Regions from separate parts of the Pan troglodytes genome. Here region 1 is linked to region 2. A link is a contact called in public Hi-C data. All regions are on one chromosome and are shown on one strand. The core of a region is the stretch at or near the end of the contact, and the rest is flanking DNA. Distances in the headings are between cores, read along the strand shown. Region 1 holds the start of PSMD1 (proteasome 26S subunit, non-ATPase 1). Region 2 has its middle 35 kb from the start of ITM2C.

Region 1 (4,876 bases), core at 1,728-4,227, 160 kb after region 2:
GGACTGTAAGCAGGAAGTCAAGGCTGTAGGAGGCTGTCGTGGTCTGGAAAGAAAAAGGAGAGGCAACTATTGGGTAATGGAGTGAGGATGGGAGAGGCCGGTGTGAGAGATTAAAGAGGAGATCTGGTGCTGACTGTTGTGGGAGAAGAGAACAGTCAGATTTCTGTTGCAGTGGCTGATGGATGTCCTTCACCCACACTGAGGTCAAGGAAGGAAACACACAACTGTGGGACGACAACAGCGTGCACAACTTTGAGGTCACTGAGTTGAAGGAGCCTATGACTCTGCCAAGCAGAGATGCCCAGGAAGTGTGTGAGTCTGTGCTCAGGAGAAAGGGCAGGGCAGTAGAGACACATTTTATGAGCCACCACCTTGTGCACAGCAGCCAATGGCACTTCACTCTTACAGGGGATGCAGGGAGTGAGAAGAAGGCCATGGACAGAAACACAGAAGAAAGACACATAAAAAAATAGAATCCAAGATGGGGACTGAAGATTTGAAGGAGCAGAAGTAATCAGAGTTGAGTTTCGAAAAGATTGCTCTGGCTAAAGAATGCAGAATGGACTGGAGAGGGAGAAGCCACAGGCATGGGCCAGTCACTCAGGAGGGAGAACAGAATCCTGCCGGGGGGAGAAGTCTGATGTCTGTGTCCAAGCTACTTACCTTTTGCCCATCTCACAGGTTCACGTGAGGCTCACATGGGGTTGTGGCAATGACACACACAGCATCCAAGTGGAAGACAGGATTGTCCTCTCATACAGAATGCCTTCTCCTTGAAGAGCAGAGGTGGCATGTTGACCACCTCTCTGTTTTAAAACATGTTGAATTAGTAGCCAACATTTAAAATTCTGGAGATGTTGCATGAAATTCTGATTTCTGGCTTCTCTTAGAAAAAACACGACTTCCAACAGTCACCCTGCATTCTTGGCAGGAACTGAGTAGCAGTTGCTCTCTTTAGCAGTTGCTCTCTTTAGATGGGGCACTCACTTTTTTTTTTTTTTCCTTTTTAGACGGAGTCTCACTCTGTCGCCAGGCTGGAGTGCAATGGTGTGATCTTGGCTCACTGCAACCTCCACCTCCTGGGTTCAAGCGATTCTTCTGCCTCAGCCTTCTGAGTAGCTGGGACTACAGGTGCCCGCCACCACACCTGGCTAATTTTTGTTTTTAGTAGAGACGGGGTTTCATCATGTTGGCCAGGCTTTGGTCTCGAACTCCTGACCTCAGGTGATCCGCCCACCTCGGCCTCCCAAAGTGCTGGGATTACAGGCGTGAGCCACCGCGCCCGGCCAGGAATTCACTCTTCATCACTGTCCCCACCACCCCCTAGTGCCTCCTTGACACTGTTAGTTGCCATTCACCATCCTGTGGAGCTTGTATTTTCTTTCGCTGGACCTGCTTTACTCATTTTCATTACCTGTTGGCATTTGTTTGTGACTACTCTAGGGGTTTGGGGAATACAACTGTCTTCATGTGAGGGGCTTGGTAGAAGTGCCTCTGTAGAGCCGGGTGCAGTGACTCACGTCTTTAATCCCAGCACCTTGGGAGGCCGAGGCGGGCGGATCATGAGGTCAGGAGATCGAGACCATCCTAGCTAACATGGTGAAACCCCGTCTCTACTAAAAATACAAAAATTAGCTAGGTGTGGTGGCATACACCTGTAGTCCCAGCTACTTGGGAGACTGAGGCAGGAGAATCGCTTGAACCCAGGAGGCGGAGGTTGCAGTGAGCCGAGATTGCGCCATTGCACTCCAGCCTGGGTGGCAGAGGGACACTCCATCTCAAAAACAAAAAAAAAAGAAGTGCCTCTGTAGAATGACACCCCAAGTAATCTGTTTACTTTGCATGCACATCTTCTCGAGCCCTGCCTTTCAATCTGAGCCACAGGCTCTTCAAAAATGTTCAATAATTATATTTAATATATTTTAAACAACCACAGTTTAAGAACTCTAATTTAAACAAAAAAACTCACAGATACAACAAAATGTGTTATCAAGCATATTTAATTCACTGGCAACCACAAGACATTGATTGTGCCCCTAGGTTACATAGAAGGCCATAGAAATGAACTCGCCATCGCTGTGCGATTGAAGAGTTTAGCTTGATAGTGCAAGGCCGGTGGCTGAAAAAAATGCTACCGTTTGCCACTATTCCTTGTCAAGACTTTCTCGGTACTGACTCTTGAAATAAATTGACTTCTTGAAGCTAGCATAAGACTGCAAATGGCCATTGCAACTGCCATTTCAAATTTCTGAAGATGTATTAGAAACGAAGAACCCACTGCCGTCGGGGGAAAAGAGGACCTGGGCAGATAGAAAGAAAGAATGGAAGACATTTTTTCTCCCTTGGAAAGGCTTTCGCCATATAACTACTGCACATTTTAATATATTGACAACACTGGACATTTTTCCAAAAGTAAGTAAAAACCTTCATTGTTCAACTTTATAATAAGCCAATGATTACTTGTGGATTCATTATGATAATAAAGCACTTCTATGGGGATTTTCTTTTTTTCATGATAGGTTTTGCTTTAGAAAACAATTGAAAGCCACTTTTCTGGAAAAAAAAAAAACGCTGTTTGCGGCAGCCCCAATTCCCTAAGCATTATCTGGTGGGAGATGTGGTGCAGCGAGACCTCCCACCAGTAGGTGGCACTGCGCGCAATGCTCGCACCTCCCTTCAACACCCTTTCTCTCAGCAATGGCGGGTGATGGTGGGGTCCTCTCTTTGCAGGGCTGGCCATTCTAATGCCTGACCTCAGGTGCAGACCAGTGTTCCATTACGCGGGACTCCTGACCTCGAGGAGGTTTAGAGAAAACAATGGTGTTCTCCGTGTACCCTTCCGCGAGGGCTGGGGAGTAGACCGCCGCGCAGAAGACGCAGGCCAGGGGAGAATTCGCGCCGGGCGGCAGGCGGGGCGGCGGGCAGCCCCGGGGCGGGCGGGGTCCTGGCGAGAAGCGAGCCGGCGGCCTGAGGAGGCGACTGACTGAGCAGCGCACCCGGGGAGCAAGGAGGCGCGGTGAACTGAGCGGGCCCTGAGCTGACAGATACACTGCGCAGCTGGAACGGCGAGCGAGCCGACGGGCGAGTGAGGGGCGCAGCCATGATCACCTCGGCCGGTGAGTGCGGCCCGTAGCCAGCGCCTGGAGGGAGGAGCCGCCGCCGCGCCGGCTTTTAGCTGAGTCAGGGCCGGTGACTGGGCGCCTCCCGGCGGAACGCCGGCCTGGGCAGCTTCTTGCTGCCCAAGGCCCACCCCCGGGCCGGGGGGCTGGGAGTCTGATCAGGTCACTGCGTGCTTCTCTGGCTTGAGGGAATCGAGCCGGGTCGACCGCCTCGGCATCCCTCCCCAACCACACCCCAGCGCCAGGACCCGAGGGGCTTCCTGGGCCTTCCCTTGACCCCAGAAGGGTTTCCCTTTTTTCTGTGCCTGCCATTCTTGGCCGTGTGAGGTCGTCCAGCCCCAGTTCTTGCCCGCAGGGGGCCGGGGTGGGATGGGCCCCTGTGCCATTGAACAGTAAGGCAAACCCCCCTGATCAGGCAGCCTAACTGCTACAGAAGTGTTTCTGGACGTGGCTGAGCTCCATTCGCCTTAGAATGAAACCCGAAATTAGGTTTGAGGTGGGTCATTTCTGGGTCCGATCCAAGGGTGTTCATTCAAAACACCCAGAGAACTTTTGGGTTCGGCGAAGACCCTAAAGACGCCCTGGAGATACCTTTATACTGAGAGCCTACTTATACCCTTTCGAGGTTATGTGCTCAGTCTGTTGACTGTACATTCAAGAAAGAATGGATGGATCTGCGGAGCAGGTTTCATACGCGCAAACCATTGCATAGGTAGATTCACGTAGTGACATTTGCAATGGAGTAAGTTACAGAGATCAAGTTTCAATTGGAGACAAGCTCCCCGTTACAGATTGACTTGCATATAGCTGTCCAGAGCCTTGGTGCTTTTTTCCGTTGCCTGTTTACATACCCTTTTCTCATTTTCTTACTCTGTGCTTGACCCACAAAAAAAGCATTTTATTGTAAACAAACTGGTGAGCAGAAGACAGTAATCTGGATGGTAAGGCGATCAAAACTTTATTTTTATGAGGATTGGTTAAGGAGATCGTTGGAGATACTGGGAGACGTAGTTACTTTCAAACATTTGAAGAGCTGTCACTTGTACCTGAAATAAGACTTTTTGTCCCCAAGAGATACAAGTGATCGCGAGATGAATTTTAGTTCAGTATCAGGAAGTTTTTCCAGTCAGAGCTTTGTAAAGATCAAATAAACACTCAGTTTCTTGCCACCTAGAGGCCTCATTCTATTTCAAATCCATCCATTACCAATGTTTCTTCTAACTTGGCCCAAACCACCTTCATCTCTTGTCTGGGTTACTATGTCAGCCTTAAGGCTTTGTTTTCGACCATTACCTCCGTACAGCCCGTTTTTCTTGTGGACTATGCTTTTTAAAACTTCAATCACATAATTCTTCTTTGCTTACAGTCCACCAGTGCTTCCATTGTGTTTAGAGCAGCCGTGTCCAACCCTTTGAATTCGAGGACTTTTTTTCTTACTGTGGTGGTGGACATGGTGAAAATTATATACAAACCTTTTTTTTTTTTTTTTTTTTTAGCTCATTAGCTATCATTAGTGTTAGTGTATTTTATGTATGCCCCAAGACACTTCTTCCATTGTGGCCCAGGGGAGCCAAAAGGTTGGACACCCCTGGCATACAGTAAAATCCAGACTCTTAACCAAGGACCCACATGATCTGATTCCCGCCTTGTCTTGTAGTACTGTCTTCTTCACTCAATACATCCTAATCACACTGGACTTTTTGTTCCTTGAATATGTCAGTTTCTCTCCTATCTCGGGGCCCTGGCACATTCTGTTC
Region 2 (5,157 bases), core at 1,637-4,136:
AAGCCGCGGCCAGCTCCATAACACACCCTGGAGTTGGCACCACTTCCTTCCCAGCTACACTCCGCTTTCTCTCACACCTGCTCCCTGGGGTCACCTCCCTACCAAAGGAGGGGCACAGGAGCCTTTGTTTCCCGCTCTGCTTTCCAAGAAACCCAAACCAAGCCACTCTGAGTTCCTTCCAGAGCTCCACTTCCACTTCACGGGATCCTCTTAGTACCACAGTCAGCACCCAACATGCCTCTGAGATGGGCGTGTGATCCCGACTGGCCAGTCGGCGCCTTATTCCTCTGGCCACAGAACTTGGCTCAGGAGATGACATGTGACCAATCCGAATTTTCCCTGGGGACTGATACGTGGACACCAGGGACCTCATGCACCAGTAAGGTCGCTGCCTTCCTTCTCTGCCAGAGATGATTCTGTCTCATCCAATCAAGACTTGAGTGGACTCCAGCTTCCCAGAAAGCCTTTCTCCATCATCCCAGCCCCACGAGATCTTACCCGCTTCACTGGTAACACCCAGAATCCTCAGCACAACTGCTACCACCAGGTACTGCCTTGCTCCTTTACACTGTTACGTTGTTTGAATCTGTTATGCAGCTGATTATGTGTATTCCTATTTCTAATAGGCACACATGGTTCTACCTGGCTAACTACAGTGGATTCATTGCCCAAATGAGGCAGGCAGCTGCTTCAACATATAGAGAGGCCAGGTATCCAATATAAGGAACCACATTATCCCAGTTTGCCTGGAACTTTCCAAGCTTTAACACTGAGTAGCCTTGGTCTCCCTCAGTCCTGGACAGACTGGGACATTTGGTCACCTTGTTCAATGAGCAGGAGCAGGAGGAGAGTGTTGTCTAGGAGAAGCCCCCTTTTATTTATTTCCCTTCTGAGACAGGGTCTCGCTCTGTCACCCAGGTTGGGGTCCAGTGGCAGGATCACAGCTCATTGCAGCCTCAACCTCCCGAGCTCATGCAATCCTCCCACCTCAGCCCCCCAAGTAGCTGGGATGACAAGCACACCACCACACCCAGTTATTATTATTATTATTTTTTTTAATAGAGACAAGGTCTCACTACATTGCCCAGGCTGGTCTCAAACTCCTGAGCTCACGCGATCCTACTACCTTGGCCTCCCAAAGTGCTTACAGGTGTGAGTCACTGCACCCAGCCGGGAAGCCTCTTTTTAAAGTAAAGGACATAGACTGCACAGATTCAGCCCAGACTCCATCTATTTATCTATTTAATTGAGCTCCTACAATTTATTGAGCTTCTACTATGTGTCTGACACTCTGCTAAGTTTTGAAGATCCAGAGATGAACAAGACCTAGTCCCTTCCCTGAAGAGTTTATAGTTCAGAGCAGGCATTAGGGAAATTTTTTTGCAAAGGGCTAGATCACAAGTGTTTTCAGTTTTACAAACCATACAGTCTCTGTCATAACTACCGTGGTCTGCTGTAGCTCCAAAGCAGCCACTGCAGACAGTGTGAATGGACATGACTGTGTCCCCACAAGACTTGAAGGGCAGCAGCCTCCTGGCACAGAGGTGGAGAAAAACACACAAAGCCTCAGAGCACCTGCCAGGCCCCTGCTGAAGGTAGCAGCTCCAGGCGGCCCCATAGGCGGCATCTCACATGGCCCCATCTCCTCCGCCGTGGTTGATTGGACCAGGGAGGAGCACGTGATTCACAGGTAGCCCATCCTCAGGCTGCCAGTGATGGACACGGGTGGAGAGGCCAGCAGAGATAGTGGCCGCCAGCTGGGACAATGGTGGTAGGAGACAGAGACTGAAAGGCAGGAAGGATAGAGCAGAGCCAATAGACTTCCCTGGACCCTCAAGCCCTTCCAAACCTGAGCCGTGTTCCAGGCCCCATGGGGACCTCCCGGGAGGTCTTGCTGTGAGCCGGTCCTGGGACCCGGGCAGGCTTGCACAGAGCTGAGAGTCCTGTCTTCTTTATTTCCATGTACATCCTTCAACAAAACAGCTTTTGTTTCCTTCTTTCTTGTTTAACAATTCAGTAATTTTTAGAAAATTTATAAAGTTGTGCAACCATGCAACCATCACTGTCACCCAGCTTCCATAATAAACCTGAATGAGCTCCCTGCACTCAAGAGACCCTCACTCACCCCAGTTCCTTGTGGAAAGTTAGGGTGCCATGGGATCACAGAGGAGGGACCCCCAACTGGGGCCGGGGGCTCCGAGAAGTCTTCCCAGAGAGACCCAAGGACAGTCAGAGAATTCCTGGGATGATGTGGGGAAGGGGGATCCCCATCACCTCTTTGACCTTTAGTGGGCAGCAAGGGCCAACATCTGACCAGGTGCCTCCTGCGGCAGGCATGGTGTAGACAGAACACTTTGTCAGATGCCGATGAATCAAGCAGCTTTCCTGTTTCCTCCATACCCTCCATGCCCTCCTGTGGCAGCCTCAGTCCACCCCAGCGTCCTTAGACAGGGCCTTGCAGGCCAGGGCACACTGCAGGAAAGGGAAGAATCTGCACGTGGCTCCCTGGGACCGTCGATGATGGGCTTTGCTGCCTGCACCACCCGAGTTTTCATCCAAGAAAACACCCTAACCTGGTATTTCCCAGGGAATTCAAGTGAAATTGTCAAAAGGGCTTACACCCCTGTTTTAAGGCTGTGGAAGAGGTCTGGCCATACAATCTCCCTCTCCCTTTCCCCCTCCACCCCCAGGAAAGAGAGAATCTCCAAGCACCCATACCCAGGGCCTCTGTCTTCCCACTCCCCTCTCCCATCTCCCCATAAGGAGCCTTTCTCTTGCTGAAGCAGGAAACTTCATTTTGCTAACAGGAAGCTTCTTTGTTCCCTGCAAGAGAAACCAGCTCCAGCTAATTCAAGCAAAAGAAGGCTCTTCGCAGGGATGTGGAGCAGCTCACAGTTGCAAAGAGGTTGCTGAGCAACGTGCACTGCCTGGAGGTGACTGCAGCGGCCCTGGGCTTCCCTGGGCTCCCCCGCTGGCAGACAGAATCTGACAGCACAGTTTGGTGCAAGGGTCCCTGGCCTTGGTCCTTTGGATCACTCAGTGACAGGTAACAGGAGCCAGTGTGCTTCCCTATCCCATTAGAAGGATCTGGATTTGCTCCATTCACCCAGACGTGGGTTTCACCAGGAACTAGGGGTGTACATCATCTATGCCCAAACCCAGGGCACCCCTGAGTATACGGCATCTCCCAGTGGGCCATTAGGAAGATGCGCATACAAAAGAGATCGTTTTTCCAAGTGAGAAGATCCAGCTTGAATATACAAACTATTAGGGGTGTGCCTGTAATTGTTTAAATGTCTCCTGTAAGAGTTAATGCATTTGGTTTTAAAGACATCTTTTAATTCCACAGAAGGTAACTCCTTTCCACTTTCACATTTCATGGAACATTTTTTCATCTCAACCTGTCACCAGCATCTTGAGTGTCTGTCTCATCATCACCCCTGAGCCACGGTTTGAGTCACCGGTGACTTTCAGGGTACGTCACCTCCCTCTCCTCTCAGTTACAGAGATTCAGCACTTTTTAAATCCCCGCATGATGCTATCACTGGAAATTTTATCTAAGTTGCAAGTGCCCCTTCTCATAATATTGAGGGACTTAAAGTTGTTATTTGAACCTTAAGAGAAATATGAGAATCTTCTTAACTGGTGATTGGGGCACACCAGGCACCCCGGCATTATCATCAATCCTACCAGAGGGCTTCTGCACACAGCCAGGTATAAGGGGCTTGGAGCAAGCCCCTAGCTGTCTGTTATTATTAGCTGGTGCTATGGGGCCAGGACCCAGGGTCTTTGAGCCTGCAGTTGCTTCCTGGTCTGAAGCGAGGGCTGGGGCAGTGGTGATGACTGCAGCTGTCAATCACCAGGTATTTATCAGCTCTGCTCTGCACCCAGCCTGTGCCAGGCACACAGGGTGGACGGGAGCCACGAGACCTTGCTGTGAGAGGTGATTAAGAAGGAGCATTTCTACTTAGGACACCAGTGCAAGGGAGGACCAAATGAGGTGTAACAGACAAGGAGAGAATAAGCCTGTTCTCGACCAGGTGCAATTGAGTAGTGGAAGCCAGTGGGTGGGCTTGTGACAGCCCCTACTGGGGAGCAGATGGGTCGCCCCTTGATGGCTCAGGATCTCTGAAGAGCCCTGAGAGGATTTTGGAGTGGGTACAGTGGGCCAGGACACAGAGACCCAGAGTGGGGGTTAGCATGGGGTGCCATGCAAAAATCACTTACAAGGGCATCAGAGAGCTGGTGCTGCTCATGCCCCCGTGGGCCTCAGCTTCCACGTCTGCACAATAGTTCCCTTCAAGCCAAGGTCTTGTTACAGACCTGTTTCTAGCCCCAACTCCTCCAGTTTTATGGGGTCACCCCCCCCTTTTTAAATCTCCAAGCAGAAGGGCTTGTGATTTTATCCCACATTCGGTGGGAACCCTATCATCTCCCATCATAGTCCTGGAAACTGCCAAATTCTCCTCTGAGCCCTGAGTCCTACAGGAACTGTCCTCCACGTGTATCTGAGCCCACAGGGAGCATCTTCCCCCTTCCTTTCTCCAATAAAGGACAACTGACTCCAGGGAGAACTGGTGGGAGACTTCCCTGAAGGCCAGGGGTGAAGGAGATGGATGGTAATGCACAGCAACCGGAAACACCCCCCAGCCCCATCCTGCCAAGGGAGTGCTCCTTCCCTTATGCCACCCACTCACCTGGTTTTGTTGGTTTCAGATGCAGTGCAGCCTTGGGAAGTCGGTGCTGGACCCCACCTGTGCAGCCTGTTTGCTGCAATTTCAGAGTCACTGGAGATACAGTATTTATAAAAGCATTTGTCTCTTGGTTTGAACTACAGCTTTGCTCCCAGTTTCAATGTATATAGTCCTTGGAGGAACAACCCTGGCCAAGAAGTTATACCAGAGGCAACTGACCCCTAAGAGCAGGTGATGAAGAGCAGGAGGAGAGAGATGGCTGCGAGCTGGAAGAAGGGTGGTAGTTTGCAATGGTGGGGACAGGGGATACCACAGGAGGGGATTAGGAATTGGGAAAAGGAATTCACAATCGTGTCAAAGGCAGAATCTGCTGGGAGTGGTTGGGCCTTGGAGATGCTTGATTGGGTGACAATTAGATGACCCCAAGTACTTTCATAAGAACTTTTATAACATAAGGTTAGGG

Evidence for each region. A called contact is a pair of places that touch in the nucleus more often than the background predicts.
Region 1: a Hi-C map of stem cell-derived neural progenitor cells shows a contact between it and region 2, with 5 times the contacts expected there. The contact joins the promoter of PSMD1 here to the enhancer-like site in region 2. A contact is called at or near these places in 1 of 7 Hi-C or Micro-C datasets (stem cell-derived neural progenitor cells) and 1 of 1 datasets of contacts at active chromatin or transcription factors (stem cell-derived excitatory neurons).

Annotation. Positions count from the first base shown.
Region 1 is chr13:133,302,802-133,307,677 of NHGRI_mPanTro3-v2.0_pri, forward strand. It overlaps PSMD1 (proteasome 26S subunit, non-ATPase 1), which reads left to right and starts at 2,978. Exons shown (of 25, transcript NM_001246549.1): 1 at 2,978-3,116. The coding sequence starts at 3,101.
Region 2 is chr13:133,144,200-133,149,356 of NHGRI_mPanTro3-v2.0_pri, forward strand. No RefSeq gene overlaps it. Among named protein-coding and RNA genes, the nearest start is that of ITM2C, 35 kb to the left of the region's middle. Within about 2 kb of position 2,887, at least 8 of the 24 cell types and tissues checked have an H3K27ac peak or open chromatin away from gene starts, as enhancers often do. A contact at or near this core is called in stem cell-derived neural progenitor cells, where this site is marked.